Linked DNA regions of Capra hircus: region 2 is linked to region 1. Evidence: chromatin contacts called from public Hi-C data. All regions are on one chromosome and are shown on one strand. Each heading gives the region's core, a stretch centred on a gene start, on an enhancer-like site or on the middle of the called end of the contact. The rest is flanking DNA. Distances are from core to core; before and after follow the strand shown.

Region 1 (3,964 bases), core at 898-3,397:
CTCTAGTTGCAGTGAGCAGGGACTACTCTCTAGATGAGGTGCATGGGCTTTCCATTGTGGAGCACAGGCTCTGGGGCACTGGCTCAGTAGTTATGGTGCACAGGCCTAGTCAGTGCCGCCCCCCACCCACACCCCCACCGGCCCCTGGCATGTGAGATCTTCCCTGATCAGGAATCTAACCCATGTCCCCTGCCTTAGGTAGATTCACTGACCGCTAGGGTAGTTGGGGTTCCAGTTTGGAACAGTGATTGGCAGAGGGATAATATGGGTTGGGGCTGTAAACTTCCTAGTTAATTTGGGGAGTCTGTTCCCATTTGGGGTACCTATGTGCCATTGTGTTAGGAAACTTATTCAAATTCTGTACAGATGACTAGTCAACTCTTGGGCTAACTGTGAAACTGGAAATTAAATCTGTTATTTGTCAGCAACCAAGAACTGATGGGGAAAGGGCTCCCTCTTGTGGAATTTCTAGAAAGTACAAGAGACCCTGAACAAATGGCATCTTCTGACAGGCAGTTCCAACTAGGTGTGCACAGACCCCTGCAGGGCAGAGCAGTGGCTAAGGGATGGGTTTTAGAATCAGTTTCCTGCGTTAGAATCCTGGCTCTGCCACTCATTAACTGTATGACCCTGAAAAGTATGTCACCTTCTAAACTTCCATTTCTTCCTTCCTGTGCGGCATGGAAATAATAGTACAGAATTTTGGTAAAGATTCAATGAGATAAAGCATTGTTGTTCGGTTGCTCAGTCGTGTGACTTTTTGCGACCCCACGGACTGCAGCACACCAGGCTTCCCTGTCCATCACCAACTCCTGGAGCTCGCTCAAACTCATGTCCATCGAGTTAGTGATGCCATCCAACCATCTCATCCACTGTCGACCCCTTCTTCTCCTGCCTTCAATCCTTCCCAGCATCAGGGTCTTTTCTAATGAGTCAGCTCTTCACATCAGGTGGCTGAAGTACTGGAGTTTCAGCTTCAGCATCAGTCCTTCCGATGAATATTCAGGACTGATTTCCTTCAGGATTGATTGGTTTGATCTCCTTGCAGTCCAAGGGACTCCTAAGAGTCTTCTCCAACACCACAGTTTGAAAGCATCAATTCTTAGGTGCTCAACCTTCTTGATGGTCCAACTCTCACATCCATACATGACTACTGGAAAAACCATAGCTTTGACTAGATGGACCTTTGTTGGCAAAGTGATGTCTCTGCATTTTAATATGTTGTCTAGTTTTGTCAGTACTAAATAAACTAGAGATAAAGAGTAGTTAGAACAATACGTAGTGTCTGCATCTGCCATTTATACTGGTGATCCTTGATGTAATTTAATGAGATCTGACTCCTGTCCTCCCCAGCTTCCCACGCCCCATTTACTGTGTCCACAGTCAGGGGAAAGGAACTCTGGTTGCAGTGAGGTAAAGAAAGAATGTGGGAAACAAATGCCCGCCTCGACTGAGATATAGGTAGCATTTATTTAACAGACAGTAACAGCTCCTTTTATTGTCAGGCAGTCATACATTCATTCACTCGAAACACACACACACACACACACACACTCACACAGACACACACACTGATTTGTCAAAACAAAACCCTCATTGAATTCAGCCTCCCTAGAAAAGCCTCACTGTACAGTCATCTATTGTTATTCAAGCAGCTTCCTGGGGCCTCAATCTCCCCACCCATGAACTTCTCATCAAAGGATTCATTCAATACAAACAATTCTCCTCTGAAAGGAGAGGGATAAATTCTGCATCTAAGAAAAATATAATTAGAACATTTTATATATTGTTATACTATCGTCTGCTGGTATCCGTGGGGGATTGGTTCGGTAGAAACCAAAATCCACAGATGCTTAAAATGCCTTATTTAAAATGGCATCCCACAAAGAGTACAGTTGGCCCTTCTCTCCTCAGATTCGTCATCTGTGGATTCAACCAACCTCTCGGTTGATTGAATCCATGAATGTCCAACTTGCAGATAGGGAGGACCGACGGTGTTAGTAGTGTTAGTAACTGAGCAATTGTAATCAATCACATGAGCGCTTCAGCTGCTGAGAGGAGTCGTGGGAGCATGGAGGAGAGCGACCTGCAATTGAGGGCTCTCATGGAGGAAGAGGCTTGTTTGCCTGGATGTGGGAGGCCCTATGCCCCCACACAGGGAATCTCTTGCATGGTCCTCTGGTGGGAGAGGGCTGGGCAGCTTTGGAGACTGAGAGAGCAGATGGCAGCCCTGAGAGGGAGTTGGAGCTGGAGAGTGCCAAGAGCTGAGCATGGCTGGCACCAGCGGGACTGGGAGGATCACGTTAAGGAGGTTAGTGTTAATCCTCAAAGGAACGGGTATATTTATTATTAATTCTGTTCCTTCATTTATCCAGCCAGCCAGTCATTAAGGTAATAAACACTGCCAGGAACCAGGAAACACAGAGATGACTAGAACATCAGCATCTCCCTCAGACAGCTCATGGGTCTGTGGGAAGAAACAGACATGAAACCACAAGCCTTACAATAAAGATATTTCAATGAAACTTCATGGTTCAGTAGAGGTCAAAGGAAGAGGTGGTGGATTCCTGTTGACTAGACAGTAAGGGTTGGTGGGGATGAGAACTGTTTTTTTTCCAGAAGATGTCAGCCTTGAAATAAGAGTATTTGCCTGGAGGACACAATTGGCAAGTGGTTTCCCCTTTCTTCTCAGTGCTTGAGATGCACTAACCTTTCAGAGCTTACACAACATGCTCTCAGCTTTCTCAGCTGAGCTGAGAACAGCTGTGCTGTTCTTTCTGCCTAAAAGGATCTTCTCTCTCCTTTCACTTAATTAACTTCAACTCATTCTTTAGCTGAAATGTGATTTCCTTGGGGACATTTTTCTTAGTCTAATTTTTCTCTTTTCCTTCTCTTCCCTCTCCTTTCTCTCCTTCTTTTCTTTTTCCGCTACCATAGGTCCCATTACAGCTAAAATTTTATGTTTATTTATGTGCTTTTTTGATTCATGTCTGTCTTCTCCTGTAGACTGTAAGCTTCATGAGGGCGGGGACTGTGTCTGATTTTGTGGGCTTCCCTGGTGTCTCAGATCGTTAAGAATCTGCCTGCAATGTGGGAGCCCTGGGTTTGACCCCTGGGTCAGGAAGATCCCCTGGAGAAGGGAATGGCAACCTACTCCAGTAGCTTTGCCTGGAGAATTCCATAAGCAAAGGAGCCTGGCAGGCTATACAGGCCATGGGGTTATAAAGATCTGGACATGACTGAGCCACTGAAACTAATACATATCCCCAATACTCACCACAGTTGCTTAAATAAATTAGAAGTGAGAGTATAACAAAAAGACCAAAAGTATGAAATATTATATAACAAGGAGAAATTTTTCAAAAGTTTAGATGAAGAGTAGATGAAGTTTGAGAAGAGATGGGTGGGCAGGGAGGAGATCTTGAAGAATTTCGTTACCATCTAAACAACTGAGTCCTTAAAGGATATTTTAATGGGAGTGTGGAGATGCAATGAGGTAGGCCAGGGAAATCAGCTGGTAAAGAATGGTGATAGGAGGACCTCTGAGGTGGTCCAGTGTTGAGAGTCTGCCTGCCAATGCAAAAGACGTGGTTTTGACCCCTGGTCCGGGACGATCCCACATGCCCGTGGACAATCCCGTATGCCTCGGAGAATCCAAGCCCAAGTGGGCTGCAACTACTGAGCCCGCATGGCACAGCAACAGAAGCTCCCAGCTTGCTTTGTGAGAAAGCCCACACCCCAAATACTTTGTAAGTAAATAAATAATTGGAAAATAAATAATGGTGATAGATCAAGTTAGAGATGATGAATTTTGAAAAGTGGGATTGAAGCTGGGTGTTCCTCAGAGCATACATAGAGAAGAGATATTTGGAAAGTGGCCTCAAAAGAAATAACTGCAGGCTGTGGGGAGAGGACTCTTGACACCATCCAAGTAGCCACCTCAGAGCCACAAGGAAACAAGTGA
Region 2 (3,964 bases), core at 560-3,059, 120 kb before region 1:
GGCAGTTAAGGAAAGAATTTTTGTTGTTTAGCTGCTAAGTTGTGTCCAACTCTTTTGCGACACCATGGACTGTAGCCCACCAAGCTCCCCTGTCAATGGGATTTCCCAGGCAAGACTACTGGAGTGGTTTGCTATTTCCTTCTCCAGGGGATCTTCCTCATCCAGGGACTGAATCTGCATCTCCTGCATTGGCAAGCAGACTCTTAAGCCAGGATTCAAAAACCAAATCTACCTGACTGAAGTCCCCCTCTCTTAACCACTGGACTATGCAGCATTCTGCAGGATAGCTACCTATCCTAACTGAGGCCTGACTTCCCAAGGGGATGCTCCTTCCCCTGTGGCCTTCTTAATGGAGGCTATTCTTCCTGCACAGGGCAGGAGTCAGGGAGAGCTGAGCAAAGACCCTAAGGAAGTTAAGGAATGTAGTCTTCCCCAAGCATAAATCAAAATCTAGGACAGGGGGTTCCCTGGTGGCCTAGAGATTAGGATTTCTGGCTTTCACTGCTGTGGCCCAGGTTCAATCCCTGGCCTGAGGACTGAGATCCTTGCAAGCGTGGCAATCTAGGACAAATATAAGAAAATTCTGAGAACTGCAAATACACTGAAAGAAAACCTCAAAGTGAAACAAAAAATGCCAGGTTTCCACTTTTACTGAAGGTGCACTGGCAATATGGACCAACACTTCCCTTGAAAACAACTAGAAAAACTGGGCAAAGTATCTAGATAAAACATGAAAATCATTAGAGAACCCACAAATTAAATCCCCTGGGCTTCCAGATGGGACTCTGGTTACAACACAGATTGAACCAGAAAACACCTCCCTCCTTGGTGTGGGCCCCCAGCTCTTTTGTTTTAAAACCAAATCTGCTTCAAACCCACTTCTGCTCTTTAGTTTTCTGAGTCTGATGAAAGGTCACCTCCTCTTCTCTATATTTCCAGAGCATATAGTAAAACTGACACACCATTGCCTCTACTGGAATCTCTGTTTGGAGAAAAGCAGCAACAAGTGCAAAACTCACTTCACTGTGTTCCTTTTTGGGCAGACGTGGGCCCTGTAATTATTCACTGCTTTTTTAGTTCTCTTGCTCATGGTTTCTTGTTTCTCTCTGTGCCTAATTATCTTTGAATATGTTGCTTCTCTGATTATGACTGAGCTGGTAGTTGAAAGCCCTATGCTTGTCACTGTCCTTCTGTAGGCTCTCCACCATTGTCAACAGGGCTCGCATGCCACATCACTACCATTACTATCACTACGGCTGGACAGTCAAGTGTAGCAGCCACTAGGTGTCAGTAGGTAGTTCATCTTCAACTACAGTGACAATTCAGTCAGTTGTGATGTCACCACAAGTCATGGATTCCTAGCATGCTATTTCCCATTAGCAAGAAGCCTAGTACTGTCCAAGGCCAAGGACATCACCAAACCAATATCAGAATCCCATATTTGAGGATCGTTTCCTGAGACCGCTCATGATGCCAAGTATTACATCAGAGTCCAGTCAGGAAAACAGAAATGGTATTCAGCATTTCAACAAAGTGAATTCAATAAAGAAAATGTGTTTCAGAAAAGGTGTCAGAGGACACCTGAAAAGCAAAAAGGGAAAAACTAAGGTAGAGCAGAGACAATAACTACGGGAAATGGATGCCAGCCCTGAGACTAGAGGAACAAAGGAGAGAGGTTTGGGTTCTCAGAAGCCATGCGTTAGGAGGAGGGGCTTGTAGCACAGGAACTTGGATTTCTAAGGAATGCCGCCTGGCTGCTGCTAGTAAATAAGGAGTTCGGAGGAGGGGCCTTGTAGAGCTATGATTCGGAACTCTGATGGGCAGGGCTACCCCTTGGTTCGCGTTGATCCCTCTTGCAGTGCCAGGATCAGGAAGAGGCTACTTCAGAAAGGGCCTGCTGCTGGCACAGTGAACGACCATTTCTGGGGCAATGATATGAAGGGAAAGCAGAGGAAGGACAAAGTCCGTTCTCCTCCTATCCTGCTATCCGGTCTCCTTCTAGCACCCCCTGTGAATCAAACCTAACAGGAAGCTAGCTGAAAAAAGAGAAATGAAGTTTACAGAGTCCCAGCCCCAGCATTACAAAGCAGAGAGAAAAGAGCAAAACTAGAGCCAAGAGGCAATTGCCTAATAACGAGCACAGTGCTCTCCGTGAGCTCTTGTTAAATGAATTGATCAGTAAATCAGTGGATGGCACAGATCATTAGTCCTACTGAAGTTCAGGAGAAAGAGGTCAGTGTTTGCAGGATATATAGATTCCTGGGAGTAGATATCAGATACTGCTCAAGAGGATGGACTTTTGAGTTAAGACAGTGCCAGCTTTCAGCCTTGTTTCTGCCACTTACTATGTGGTCTTGGACAAGTCACGTAACCTGCCTATGCATCAGTCTACTCATCTCATATATGGAATAATAATGGCACCTACCTGGCAGGTGGGGATTAAATGACACAGGTATTTTTAAAAAGGTTGATTAACGGTAATTACTACTGATATTTCTGGGAAGAGAAGAGACTTGATCAGGGCTTTTAAAAATACTAAAGATTTTGATCTAATGGAAGAAAGCGAATGAATGACTCTCAAGTCATATGGAAGAAGACTTGTTTTCATAGCACAGAGATAACACAAGGACCAAAAGGTAAAAGTTAAAGGAAAGTAGTCTAAGGAAAATGATGCCTTGTGAGACACAAAGGTTTAAATGAACACCTGATTCTTGCACTGGAGTTAGAAGACTTCACCATCAAATTCCCTTCTGAAGTGATGATCAAATGTTTCTGTCATTCTGGGACAAAATAAAGAAGACAGAGCAAAAAGCAGAAAAGAGTGACTAACACGAAAAGCTGTGAGAGCAAAGGGGAGCAAGAGGAAGTGAAGAGCGGGGAGAAGACGGAGATGGAAGAAGAGGGAACCTGGGAGACAGAAGGAATGAGAGGGGAGAGAGAAGGACAGGAAAGTAGCGGGGTCTGGAGAGGAGGGGAAGACAGTGTGGGGGACGTCAGGGAGCGGGAGGAGCAGGTCAGGGCTCTGGGCAGGGGCTCTCACGTAAAGTAGCGGCTGGGAGCCACGTTGAGATAAAGGAAGTGGATCTTCTTCAGGTATCTCTCTGTCTTCATAACGGCCATTATCTGGCTACCCAGGAGGGAAATCTGTGGTAAGAAGCCAGTGCTTCTTTTTTGGAGGGTCTTCTCCTCAGGAACTTCCAAGTCCAGCTGAGACCTGTATGACACAAAGTCAGGAGAGAAGACGCAGAGCAAAGCGGTCAGGCAGCCACTGTCTGCCAGTGAACAAAGGAGCTAGATTAGGTGCCTGAGAGGACCTGATGTGGCCTTTTTAGAGCCTGTCAACCATCTACACCCAAAGGTTTACATGCTGAGCAAATACAGTCGAAGAGGTGACACAGTCAGGCAGCTGCAGTCATTCAGATCTGTGTGTGAAGAACCCTTCCCTTTCTGATAAATGAGTAATCGTTCTGGATTGATTGTGATTACTCTGACATCAGTGTTACATAATACTCAGTAAAAGTCATGGGAATACTTTGCTGTCCCAACTCATGACCTGGCAAGCCCACAGTCCTAGATATCTCCTCTCTGGCAACGTTCCTAGCCTTTAGATCTCCTATCTTTATCCCCATTATACCTGCTTTCCAATTCTTCATGATCTCCAGGCCTGGGGGTTCTTTCTTGCTTTTTCTCCATCATCACCCAAACTCCACCTTCACATCCATCTCTTCCCAGCTGGGATCCAACTATATATCCTTCAGCACCCTCAAGCCTGCACCAATACCATCAATCTTCCTACCCTTCTACCATACCAGCTGATTAAATTGGCATTAAAATTAATTATTAGAGAAGACAAAAGTCAATTACCTGGACTAACAAATTTGGTTAGAGCAAACTCCGAGCAAAAAAAATAAAACAAACCAAAAACCCTCTGAATAATCCAGTTTAGACTTAGTCAGTCCAAGTA

The links. A called contact is a pair of places that touch in the nucleus more often than the background predicts.
Region 2: a contact with region 1 is called in a Hi-C map of blood, with 5 times the contacts expected there. The contact joins two enhancer-like sites.

Annotation. Positions count from the first base shown.
Region 1 is chr15:35,678,689-35,682,652 of ARS1.2, reverse strand. No RefSeq gene overlaps it. Among named protein-coding and RNA genes, the nearest start is that of SMPD1, 9.5 kb to the left of the region's middle. Within about 2 kb of position 2,147, at least 2 of the 5 cell types and tissues checked have an H3K27ac peak or open chromatin away from gene starts, as enhancers often do.
Region 2 is chr15:35,797,641-35,801,604 of ARS1.2, reverse strand. It overlaps DNHD1 (dynein heavy chain domain-containing protein 1), which reads right to left. Exons shown (of 42, transcript XM_018058917.1): 3 at 3,041-3,214. Among named protein-coding and RNA genes, the nearest start is that of DNHD1, 8.9 kb to the right of the region's middle. Within about 2 kb of position 1,809, at least 3 of the 5 cell types and tissues checked have an H3K27ac peak or open chromatin away from gene starts, as enhancers often do.